2 separate regions of the Sus scrofa genome follow, and region 1 is linked to region 2. A link is a contact called in public promoter capture Hi-C data. All regions are on one chromosome and are shown on one strand. The core of a region is the stretch at or near the end of the contact, and the rest is flanking DNA. Distances in the headings are between cores, read along the strand shown.

What was found. Promoter capture Hi-C pulls out the DNA fragments that hold promoters and counts their contacts.
Region 1: a contact with region 2 is called in a promoter capture Hi-C map of liver, with 4 times the contacts expected there. The contact joins the promoter of G3BP1 here to the promoter of FAM114A2 in region 2. A contact is called at or near these places in 1 of 5 promoter capture datasets (liver) and 1 of 2 datasets of contacts at active chromatin or transcription factors (skeletal muscle).

The regions. Positions count from the first base shown.
Region 1 is chr16:71,271,510-71,277,874 of Sscrofa11.1, forward strand. G3BP1 (G3BP stress granule assembly factor 1) reads right to left here and starts at 4,575. Exons shown (of 12, transcript NM_001205405.1): 1 at 4,445-4,575. LOC100514500 reads left to right here and starts at 5,220. Exons shown (of 2, transcript XR_002339616.1): 1 at 5,220-5,342.
Region 2 is chr16:69,117,664-69,124,072 of Sscrofa11.1, forward strand. It overlaps FAM114A2 (protein FAM114A2), which reads left to right and starts at 3,852. Exons shown (of 14, transcript XM_013984903.2): 1 at 3,852-3,942. MFAP3 (microfibril-associated glycoprotein 3) reads right to left here and starts at 3,890. Exons shown (of 4, transcript XR_001301941.2): 1 at 3,809-3,890.

The DNA of each region.
Region 1 (6,365 bases), core at 3,325-5,824, 2.2 Mb after region 2:
TGTGGCATAGGCCAGCTAAACCCTAGCCTGGGAACTTCCACATGCCGAGGTGTGGCCCTACAAAAGCAAAAAAAAGAAAAAAAGACATGGATTTCCTACGCTTTAGATCTCATAAAGCCTAAACATTTTTTGTGTGTGTGTTTTTAGGGCCACACCAGCAGCATATGGAGGTTCCCAGGCTTGGGGTCCAATCAGAGTTGTAGCCACCAGCCTACACCACAGCTACAGCCACGCAAGATCCAAGCCACATCTGCAACCTACACTGCAGCTCAAGGCAACGCCAGAACCTTAACCCACTGAGCGAGGCCAGGGACCAAACACACAACCTCGTGGTTCCTAGTGGGATTCGTTTCCGCTGCACCAAGATGGGAACTTCAGATCTCATAAAGCGGAAATGTATACATGCCACGAAACAACGAGGGCAAGCTCAAGACAGTCCACCAACATGGAAGGTAATAGTTGGGGCAGTGTCTAAGAAAACCCAAAAGGGACGGTAAGTATAACTCATGCCTTCCAAGATTCTGAAACCTTCAAGGTTTTTGAGTAGGGAAATATTCAGTACATACCTAAGTTCTCCACTAGGTACATCATGCATTTTACCCAATAGTTTAGACAAGTATTTGAGTTTTAGAGCTTCGGTTCTTATAAATAAAAGATTAAAATACCTAAGATGTGTAAAAGCACTTTAAAAACACACATAAAAGGCAGGAGTTCCTGTCAGGCCTCAGTGGTAACGAGCCCGACTAGTACCCATGAGGACACGGGTTCAATCCCTGGCCTTACTCAGTGGGTTAAAGGATCCATCATTGCCATGAGCTGTGGTGTAGGTCACAGACGCAGCTTGGATCCTGCGCTGCTGTAGCTGTGGTATAGCCCAGCAGCTGTAGCTCCAATTCTACCCCTAGCCGGGGAACTTCCATATGCCACAGCTGCGGCCCTAAAAATAAAAATAAAATAAAAATTCATAAAAGGCTATATACAAACACAAAATGTTAATTAAGCAGCCACCAAGGAAGACATCCCAGATACTAAGCTGAAGTGTGTCCCATCCAGAAAGCCAGCTTTTCTCTCTGAACCATCTCTCATATTTACGTTATATTAAATACCTGAAATACAGAACAGTCAAGCAATATGACAGAACGGACTGGCCAGAGGGAAGTGGAAATCTATCACCTAAAGTAATCTAAAGACCTGATTTTATTTGCAAAGGCCTGAGCCCACAAGAGAGCCTCTGACTGCTTTCGGCTTTGTAAAGCCCCTACTCTCCCACTTTTCCTGTGCACATCATTTCTACGGCTTCACTCTATCGTCCTGATTGCAAGTCAGCTTTCCCGACCAAGGCCAGACAGGGTGTCCAGGAATACGAGAAAAAACAAACAGAAAGCTGAGTTTTTAACTTAATATAAATCTAGTCAACCACCACAGTGTCATCACCAACTGTAAATGAGATCACAGTTGCTGGGCCTAAATTTATCTCCGTGACTGGAAGGACAAGTACTACACTAAAGGCTCTTCCCACTAGCTATTAAAAACTGACTGGGGGAGTGAGGGGGGTGTTTCCTTATCTACCTACTTTAACCATCAGCTCCCTTTGTAAAGTCAGTTAATTCTGCACAAGGCGGGCTTAAAGCACAATTAAATGAATATACATTCTTGAATTCCAAAATATTTTAAAAAAACAAATTCCACTGCAAAATGTTGAATTATCAAGCGGGTAATTTTATTAAACCAACAAAAAGAAAAATTGGTTTAGGTCACACATTCAGGCTTTATACCAAATTTCATCTTTTAACACTATTCCATCCATCCTAAGAACCATATTCGATTCATGAACCTATAAAAACGTAAAACTAACCTCTGCCTTTTACTTCTATGCAAAGTGCTAAAACCAATAAAATCACAAAAAAAACTGCAAAGTAGGTCACCAACAAACATTACCAAATCTCCTGATGTTCCCTTAGCACACTGTCAGCTGAGAACAGCAAAGCAGAGTGAGTTAAATAAAGAACAAAGAATTGCCTACTTTTCTACCAGTCAGAAGAGGTACAAAAGCTCAAATTCAAAGGATTTAGCAATAAAACCTCTAGCTTGGCTGGGAGGCAGGAAGGTAGACAAATTTTATATTAATCACAATCTGCTTCAATTCATTCGTTCCTGACAAATGAATGCACAAGAGGTCAACTGGCCTATCCATCTGTGAATTACCAGTTTTCATATTCCTGCCCAACTGATAACCATTTGCCCAAAGTCAAAAACAGTATTTTTTTAAACATCTGAATGGGAAACTATCAAAAATTTCCCTCAATTAATGCATAAAGAACTTTCTGACATATTTTGCCTCCAGAAATAACTAGCTGAACTCAAACCTAACAGTTCAATGTATGTCATCACAATGTTATAACATTTAGTAACTTAAAATGCTAATTCAATAGTTAACTGGTGTCTAAATGCAGGTAACTGGAATTGCTACAGGAAGGCAAGCTCCAAGGAAAACAATGTTATAATCTAAAGCTACCTGTTATTCATGACAACCCCAACAAAGAACTTGTCTTTATAATATTTTGGTCCTTTATCCTACTGTTACTTTCTTTTAAGAAATATGGAAATTACTTGTTAAATGGAAATACTTAAAAATAATAAGCTTCCTCTTAGCTTTTTAATTTCCTACAAGGATCTAAAAATTATGTTTCCTCTGGCTGCAAAAAAAAAATCTTAAAAACTAATCCTAAAAAGTGTCTGCACACACAGAATAAATTTCTTTACAATAAAGAGAAAAAAAATTGAAAGCCACCCCAATAAAAAGTATTCAGAAAAGCTAGCCCCCCCAGTTTTATTGCAGCTTTAGCTCAAGTAGCCATTTGTGATGCAAAGTAATGATTCGAACCTGCAACACAGGAACATTTATTACTTTTACCTTAATACACTAGCCTAAAGAAATATAACTCTACTAGAAATACTTAAACACAAGTCTTTGAAGGTACCTTCTACATTTGCATGTAACAGGAGCACATGCAACAATGCTAAATAGACAGACTTTCATCCACAGAAGATCCCAACCGCCTTAAGGGTAAGATTTCCAATTCCAAGAGCTATCACCCCTAACGCACCGAGCTTAGGCTCCACAGAGGTCAAATGTATACTCTAACTGGGCACCAAGGTTTCCATTCCAATTTCAAATTTTAACTTACACATGCTGGCTAGATCTGAAACGCCTCAAAGTGCAACCTCATTTTCCTCGACTATAAAACGAGGAAGTCAAACAATCTTCTCCAAGGTCTTTCTCGAAAGTCTGCCCCAATTAAAAAATGAAGCAAAGATTCAAGATATCAAGGCCTAACTTCCTGCTGGTGGGAATTTCCCATCGTCAGCCTACTACGTTTCAAATCTGACAGCACACTGTCCAGGTTCAGTTGCACTTAGTCATTTTATTCTGTCGTTTCCCCAGAAGCTTTTAAGGCAGCACGTCCGTCAGCCACCTGTAGGAAAACCTGTCGCAAGGAGGCCCAAACCCTTTCTCTTCCTTGGTCACAGACCCACGCCCAACCCTTGTCTCCCTGGAAGCCCACAACTGGCCCAACTACAAATGCCGCTGCAGTCGACCTTCCGAGGCTGGTACTGTCCCCAGGGACTAGTGCTCTGGGGGCAAAGGTGCCCTGGAGCCGCACACGGCGCTGCAACAAAGACTACAATAGACTTGGGGGACGAGGAGTCAGGTGGCCTGCGTTCAAATTCCTGTCCCTAACGATCTGTGTTCGACCGTGTCACTCCACCGCTGGGCCTTCGAATCCGCTGTAAACATTAGAAAATCATGGTACCTACCTCATCGGGACATTGCGGGACTAAAGGGGAAACACACAAGGTGCGCACGACTGTGCCTGGCACAGAGGGAGGGCTTAGAAGATGAGTAGTTAGTACTATCATCATTCGACATCCACGAAGTCGCTGCTTACCCTTCACTCGCTGTAAAAGCTTGGGGGGCAGCACTTCTGCTTCCCGAGTCCAGAAATTCTCATCGCACTTTCGTGCCCCCCCCCCCCCATAAAAGCCTTCTCTGGTCTGGGATTAAGCTGGAGCTACAGCCAGGAAAGGACTCGGATGGCGCGTGGGGGTGCGGGCGGGAAAAGCTGGCGAGCTCGCCGCGCGGGGCCCCAGGCCCTCGAGAGCACTCTGGGGCTCGGGCGGCGGCTGCGGCTCGCTCTCGCCCCGCGTGGCCGTTGGGCGCGGCACGCGCACGCCGCGAACGCGGACACGGCCACGCGCGCCGGCCGGTGGGGGCGGGGGGCGGAGAGCTCCTGCGCGCCCGTGCGCCTGCCGCGCGCGCCTGCGGCCGTTGGGGCGGAGGTGGGGAGGGGGAGCTCGCACAGTCGCCGTTCGGACGTCTCCCTCTCACCTCTGCCCCAGCTCGCCCTCCTACCGGTCCAGCCCCGCCCACACCCTGCCGTACCTGCACGGCTGAACGGGAGAGGAACAAGCTCTGCTCCACCGCAAGGCAAAAGGCAAATACCCTTCACGCAACTGCGTCCGCACACACGCGTGCTCCGTCGCCGGGCTATATAACCGAGACTCAGACTAACTTGTTGCGGCCAAGTCGGGCAGGCTAGTGGCCAATCCCGACGGCGTCCTCTGAGCTCTTCGCGCAGCAATTGGGTACTGACTCAGGATGAAGGCGTGGCTCTTGATTGGCTTTGACTTTTGCCTATGAGCCTGTAAGGATCTCGTTTCCCTAGTGACGGATTGGCACTGAGAGAGACCAATAACGGAAAGGTACGGTGGGGAAGGGGCTGGGAACTTCTTTGACCGATATCCACGGTAGCCAATAAGTGCGTGCAGCCGTTCCCATTCGTTAAAACGTCTTCCCCTGGGCGGAGATCCGTTTTCCATGCAGGAGCGGTTGATCCACAAGGTGGGGCCCTTGTACTTTGGGGAAGTAAACCCCAAGCAACTAGGAGGTGGGCGCCAGGGTGGCTGGGGGGCCCCGGCCCAATCGCAGCGCGGAAAAGAGGTGATTGACGCCGGGGTTGAACGGTACCGAGGAGGCTGAGCCCCGGGGGCCGCCTTGCCTTCTGGGGAGGTTCTGAGGCTTTCTTGGCCCCGGCTTCTGTCCTTTTCCCTTTCCTTTCTTCACTTGTTGGGTGCGGTCCCTGAGGCCCCCTTCTCCCGCTTTTCCCGCACAATTTGGTACCAGCCGAACCAGATGGTGAAGTTTCCCGTTGCTTTATTTTATTTTTTTCCTCTTATGCCAACTTTTTTATTTCCACGCGGCCGCCTAAGGGCACTTGCTGGTTCTCAGCATTAGTCAGCACTATTACTGGACAACCGTTCAAGGAAAGCCAGAGGAGAAGGTAACTCCCGTTGTGTACCTAAGGGCTTGTAAAAAGGTCGCACGTGAAAACTGTTGACTTTGAGGACACTCGTTTCTACTCTGCCCTTCTGGGCAAGTGCTGCTGCAGGTCGGCTAGTGGGTGTTGACCGAGGAACAAGAGTTTGTTCATTCTCCCGGCAGCTTGGCCCTTCCTGTAACATCCTGTGCGTCACCACCATTGTCATTCCCATTTCCAGTTGCCCTAGGTGTGGGGCCTTATTTCTTGTAGTCGTTACATCTTGAAAAGGTAGTTTGTCAAACTCCTATGGACACCCCAAAGCGTCCCTAAAACACCAGAGGCTAAGTGACGCTCCAGCCCGGTCCTGTCCACGTCTTCTAGCCTTTTGTTAGGCCCTCTATTGGTCACCCTGAGCATTTCACATGGAAATACAGAGACACGCCTCGTTTGAGTCTCCTTTGCAGGCACGTGGTCCTGGGGAGGGTCTCAAAATTTTGTAAATTTGGAAATAATGCACGTGGAGCCTCTGCTGGGGGCGAAAGGACAGGGGAGGCAGCCTGGTGGGGTCGGGGTGCAGCCCCAGAAGCTAAATGGGAGCGTCCCTCTGCCCCCCGCCCCCCAAGCCCCACTCCTGCATCAGCCTCTCTCATTCAGCACTTAATGAACTCCAGGGGCTGGGGTCAGGGATGATCAAGATGCTGCTGACCCTGCTTGCTGCCACCCATTGAACAAACCAGGGCCTGGAAGCTCCTCCGCGAGCTCGGGGAAACTGGGGAAGGGGCATATGGGACTTTGGGGGCAAGGAAGGGATCTCGGCTCAGAGGAGAGGATCCGCCACAGGTTTTCTGATTTAAGGAACCTCCAGGATCTCGTTAGCCTTACTAAGGAATTTGGACTTTACTCGGAGGGAGATGAGGAGCCCGTGAAAGATTTCTTAAAAGGTGGACGAGGACATTTGCAGGTTTTTTTTTTTTTTTTAGGCCCCCCCCCCCAGCATATGGAAGTTCCCAGGCTAGGGGTCAAATCAGAGCTATAGCTGCTGAC
Region 2 (6,409 bases), core at 2,602-5,101:
TCAGATGCTGCACTGCTGTGGCTGTGGTGTAGGCTAGCAGCTGGAGCTCTGATTTGACCCCTAGCCTGGGAACTTCCATAAGACATGGGCATGGCCCTAAAAGACAAAAAATGAATAAAATAAAATAAAATCGACAAAAAAACCCACAAAAAACAAAAAACATGATCGAGTTCCCATTGTGGCGCAGTGGTTAACAAATCCGACTAGGAACCATGAGGTTTTGGGTTCGATCCCTAGCCTTGCTCAGTGGGTTGGGGATCTGGTGTTGCCATGAGCTGTGGTGTAGGTTGCAGATGTGGCTCGGATCCTGTGTTGCTGTGGCTCTGGCGTAGGCTGGCGGCTATAGCTCTGATTGGACCCCTAGCCTGGGAATCTCCATATGCTGTGAGAGTGGCCCTAGAAAAGGCAAAAACACCAAAAAAAAAAAAAAAAAATCTATTGGCTATTTTCCACTACCCATGAGATAAACTTCAAATTCTATGGTATCCATATTTCTCCAGGAATTAGATTCAGGTGGCAGAAGAGATGCAGCTGGCGATGGAGTCTAGCTGTGGCTACATGCACACTAATTGCTTGCTAAAAGAATGAAAAGATTTAGAAGTCAAATTTGGTCTTTAGTTATACCTCTGTAACTAACTAGCTATGATCTCTCGTGGTCTTAGTTTCCTTATCTACAAGCTGATTACAATTCCTATCTTTGCTTAAATTCTGTAATGTTCCCAGCTTCCCCGTCATGGTTCAAAGCTTATTTTACTCTCTATTTTCTCCAAATAACTCTTCACTTTAAAGTTCGGGTCCTGGTCTTTCCCTCTGCTCAAAACTTCCTGCTCTCTCCACCAACCGTCTGGTGGAAACCTGACCTTCTCTACAATATTCAACTTGCCTTTAACCTTATTCAAGAAGCCTTCACATTTAAGCTCTCGCCTCTACCGTCTTAATGTCAGATTAATTTCTTTTGTCCTGTCCCCTGGCACACAGAGACGACGTGATTGTTAAAACTTCAGTTTACTTTTATCAGCTATCTACCTATCCAAAAGACTGTTAGCTTACCGATGAGAGTCTTAAAAAACTCAGTCCTTGGCAGAGGGTTGGAGGTAACACTGAATTCAGATACTCATTAATGTGGTAGCCAGAAAGATACCTGCTACAAATTTCTCACTAACTTCTCAGTCTCAGGCTCTAGAAATTGTTAAGGGAGAAATACGACAACGTGGAAACAGACCTTTCCAAATTTTAGTGGACAGAACACTCTAGAGTGAATTTTACCTATAACTGATTTTCTCAAACTTCATTTTTTCTGACCACTTAATCTGTGGTGCTTGTTAAAGGCGGTTTCTTGGTCCCACTCAGACTTACTGATTTGGCAACTCTAAGGGTGAGGTCTGGCCATCTGCGTTTTTAATGTGCTTTTTTTTTTTTTTTTTTTTCCTTTTTAGGGCCATACTTTTGGTATATGGAGATTCCCAAGCTAGCGGTTGAACTGGATCAGAGCTATGGCTGCTGGCTTACACCACAGCCACAGCAACGCCAGATCCAAGCCGCCTCTGCAACCTACACATCTCACCACAACGCTGGATCCTTAATCCACTGAGTGAGGCCAGGGATTGAACCTGCATCTTCATGGATATTAGATTTGTTTCTGCTGAGCCATGATAGGAACTCCTGAATGCAGTTTTAATGACCTACAAACGAAGCCTATATATCTTTTGACTGTTATAACCATATTGTAATTCAGTGATTCTTAGTGTGTATAGGAACCTCTGGGGGTCTGGGAGACTTTTTCAAAAGGATTTTCATAATAAAACTAGAATACTGTTTGCCTTTTTCACTCTTCCACAATATGGTGCAGGTTTCTGGAGGCTACATAATGAATATCACAAGAGAATGAATGCAGGAGACATGAGAATCTAACTATGTTCTAATAAGCCAGATATTAAAGAAACTTGTAAAAATGTAAAACAATGCTGTTCTGGTCAATAACTTTTTTGGGGAAAATATTCTTTTTCTTTTTTTGCCTTTTCTAGGGCTGCTTCCCACAGCACATGGAGGTTCCCAGGCTAGGGGTCTAATTGGAGCTGTAGACGCTAACCTACACGACCTACTCCACAACTCACGGCAACGCCGGATCCTTAACCCACTGAGCAAGGCCAGGGATGAAACGCGAGACCTCATGGTTCCTGGTCAGATTCCTTAACCACTGTGCCACGATGGGAACTCCGGGAAAATATTCTTCATAGAAGTGCTACTTATGTTAACATGTAATTCATTCATCATTTAAAATACATTAATAACTTTTTTGAAAGTTGTTTTGATATCTAAAATGGCATACTGATGACTGAAGCTATGCAAAACCTCTTTGACATTCTAAATAAATTTTACAAGAGTCAAAGAATCCTAAGACCAAAAAGTTTGAACTTTTTTTTGCTATATTATCAGCAGTATTTTAAAGATAAGGTTAAGACGTAGTAAAGTGGCTTACTGAGATTCAATTCTTCTCCCCTGCCCCTTGCTTTTTAGAGCGGCACTAGCGGCACAGGGAAGTTCCCAGGCTAGGGTTCAAATCAGAGCTATAGCTGCCAGCCTACACCACAGCCACAGTCACGTGAAATCCGAGCTACGTCTGTGACCTACAGCACAGCTCACGGCAATGCTGGATCCTTAACCCACTGAGTGAAGCCAGGGATCTAACCAACATCCTCACGGATCCTAGTCAGGCTCATTAACTGCTGAGCCATGAAGGGAACTCCCGAGATTCAACTCTTGAACCCCCAATTCTATGCATTTTCCATTACAATAGAAAACCAGAGAAAAACACCTACTTTATACTTAATGTTTTTGGGTTTTTTGGAATAGGTATTTTTAACATGCTCCCAGGTGATAATGATGGCCCTATATTTAAAAAGACACCATTGGAAGCAAAGCAAACAACCCAAAGGGTTTTAGGAAGTGACAATTATTATATACAGACATTAAAACGATAATTCTGAAAGCATTAAATCGAGTTGGAAGACTTGAGTTCTTAAAAGGCCAGGTCCTTTCACCTCTCTGGGACTCAGTTTTTCACATCTGTATAATGAAGGCACCCCCAGTGAGGTTCTGGCTGTCAGTTTGGGTTTCATGCATTCTCCCTGCTCAAGGGCAACTGAAGAAATACATCTTTCTGAAGAGGGGTCAGGAGTGGTTTAAAGTCATAAATCTGAACATGTCACTTTTCTGCACAGAAACCTTCAATGCTTTTCCACTGCTTTCCAAAAAGTCAAAATCCTTATGCTGGTTCGTAGACCCTACAAGATTTGGCCACTTTAAGTCTCCGGTCTCACCTTCCTCTTTTCGCTCCACTCTCAGTAGCCTTTTTCCTTTTCCTTGACCTGGCTCAGTTTGTTTCCACTATACGGGCTTTGCACTCGCTATTCCTTCTGCCTCTTAGACTCTTCTGCAAATCTTCATTAGGTTTACTCCTTCGCTTCGTTTCGTCACTTTATCCTGTTTCATTTTCTTTAAAGCATTCACTATCATCCTAGATAATCATGTTTGCCGACTTGCTTATGGAAGGCCTCCTCCACTAGGACGTCAACTACTTGCGAGCAAGGCTATAGTCGCTCGTAAACCAGGGTATCACAAGCGTCCAGAGTGGTGCCTGAAGAGGAACTCAGTAAACATACGATGGCCGAACGCTTGTAGGCCAGGCTTAAAAAGGGCAGCGATACCCCAGCATCCTTCACGTCGTACCCCGTCCCATAGGTTCAAACCCACGCCTCGGCACGCCCAGGAGCTCCCCAGCAGTGACCCCGAACGAGCCCTCACTCACCAGACGGGTGCGGAGCTTCTTCCGGCCCGAGAGGCTGCTTGACCCGGAAGTTCTCTCGGGTAGGCGAGGCCGTCTCCTCACTGAAGGAGGACTTCCGGGGCACTAGGAGCGGCCCCTCGGCAGCTGTGGCAACGGTGAGGGAAGCGGCGGGTTGCGTGTGGGGCTTCGCGGGAGGAGGCTGGCGGAGTGTGGGGTTCAGGGGTCGCCGGAGAAGGGGAGGGAGAGGCCTGGGGCTGGGAGGCGGGCGCCTCGCGGTGGGCGCTGAGGCTGCGGAAGCGCCTTGGTTATTGAAGCGCAACGCTTGTGTGGGGAGTTCTCGTCAGGAATTCTTAAGTCGGAGAAGTTAGGAGCGGAGCTTTACTCTAGATCTCCGTTTGGCACCTGTTCTTGTAATTGGGAAGAAGGCAGAGCGAATTTTGTTCGTCTAGAGACAAATCGTGGTTAATAACGATAGTAATGATCCGCACAACCACCACGTACTAACGGCGGCTGTTACCCGTGAGCGTTTTTGTGCCAGGCTCTGTTCCGAACCCCTCACACATTCAGTTTCGTCTTTCTCGGAGCCTTGGCAAGTGGTATTACTCGCACCATTTTACAGATAAGAACACGAGAGGCGCAGATAGGTGAACGAACTTTCCCGAGTCAGTGCAGTACAGAGTTGGGAGAAAGTCAGCCTAACCACAGAGCCCTTTATGTTATTTATTATATATAACGTATTCTCTATATGGTTTCTTGTTATGTGTTGTAGCTTGGAGAGTGTAAGGAGAGCCAAAAGGTAACTTTTTAAAAGTGTGTATTTACTCAGCTACACAAGAAGTGGATTGAATTTTGTGCAAGCACTGTGTAGTCTTTCCTATTAGGCCTCTGGAATAAATGGGGCAGAAATTGTTTAAAATTAGCTTTCAGTCTCCAGAGCTTGGCATATAACAGGTACTCAAAAAATGTTTGCAAGTAAATGAATGAATATTTCAGAGTTGTTTTGTATGTCTGTAAGTAGTTGTGTCCAGATTATTTTTTTCCTATGTGTTTTGAAAATGTATAATGTATGTATACGATGTATGGTTTGATAACTAGGATCCATGATGTTATATAAATCTGCTTTTCTTCCTTATGCTTTCCCATTATTTTTCCTGCTGTATTAACTACTCTTGGCATCTGTCTGTATTCCACGTTGTCATACCAGACCTTTGAGCTTTCCTTATGTGTTGTTTCCACACCCTTGAATTCTCTCACTGACATCTTCATCTGTCAAAATCCTAAGTGCCCTTTTAAGGCAGGTGTTGCATGTTCAGATGCCCATGGGGGGTAATCAGGTAACCTAAATGAGTCAGGTGGATTTGGGTGCCGATTATGAGGAACTAGAGAGCACTACCCTATCTAAAAGATATCAGCAACTATTTGGCATGAGCTAGTCAGTAAGTCAGATGTGGGCCGGTTGTTGGCAGATCTTTCAGTTTTACAGTGTAAGTTAGAAATATCTATTTGTATACAAAGTTTCATTTTTAAATGTTAGCAGTTAGTATTAAAAAAAATTTAGGAGTTCCCGTTGTGGCTCAGTGGAAATGAATCTGGCTAGTATCCACGAGGATGCAGGTTCGATCCTTGGCTTTGCATAGTGGGTTAAGGATCTGGCGTTGCCATGACCTGAGGTGTAGTTTGCAGATGCAGCTTGGAGCCTGTGTTGCTGTGGCTGTGGCTAGCAGCTGTAGCTCCGATTCGACCCCTAGCCTGGGAACCTCCATATGCTACTGGTTCGTCCCTAAAAAGACAAAAAGACCAAAAAAATAAAATAAAAAAAGTCTAAACACTATGCAGGCGAAATGAAAACATCTGTATGCCTGATTTGGGACTCACAATCCCAGTTTGTGGTCACTATTTTGTGCTTTTTTTCAGATATGAAAAATCCATGGATGTTCTCTTTTGATCCTGGCATACTTTTCCTTGCTCTCTGTTCTTTTAACAGTTTGGGTGTACCTCAATTATAGTGCTACTTCCAGTTAGTTACTAATATGTCTTTTTAGTATATTAGAAACATTTTGATGACACTGATGCATTGGGTCTAATTATATACTTTATTACATAAATATTGGAACAAAATAATGTGCTTGTTTATATCCAAGGTCTGTGTGTGTGTATGTATGTCTGAGATACATTTATTTCTCCCCTGGTAATATTTGGTTATCTGGAAACCAGCACCTGCTCTTTGTAAAAAGTCCAACATTATTTGGCTTTAATTGCCAAAGAGCTGAGCTTCTGGAAGGAATTAAATTGGTTACCATTGCTTTTTAAAAGCTGCTCTGGGAGTTCCCAGCTATGACACAGTGGGTTAGGAATCTGGCTGCAGAGGCTCAGGTTGCTGAGGAGGTGCAAATTTGATCCCTACCTGGTGTGGTGGGTTAAAAGGGTCTGGCACAGCTGCTGTGTAGGGCACAGGTGTGGTTTGGTTTCAGTCCATGGCTTGAGAATGTCCATATGCCACAGGTGCGGCCATTAAAAAAAACAAAACAAAACTGATGTAAATCCTATTCTGATAGCTTAGATTTCATAATCTCTGTAAAATAATTGAGGTAGGAATGATTCAAGATTAATAAGATTTTTAAA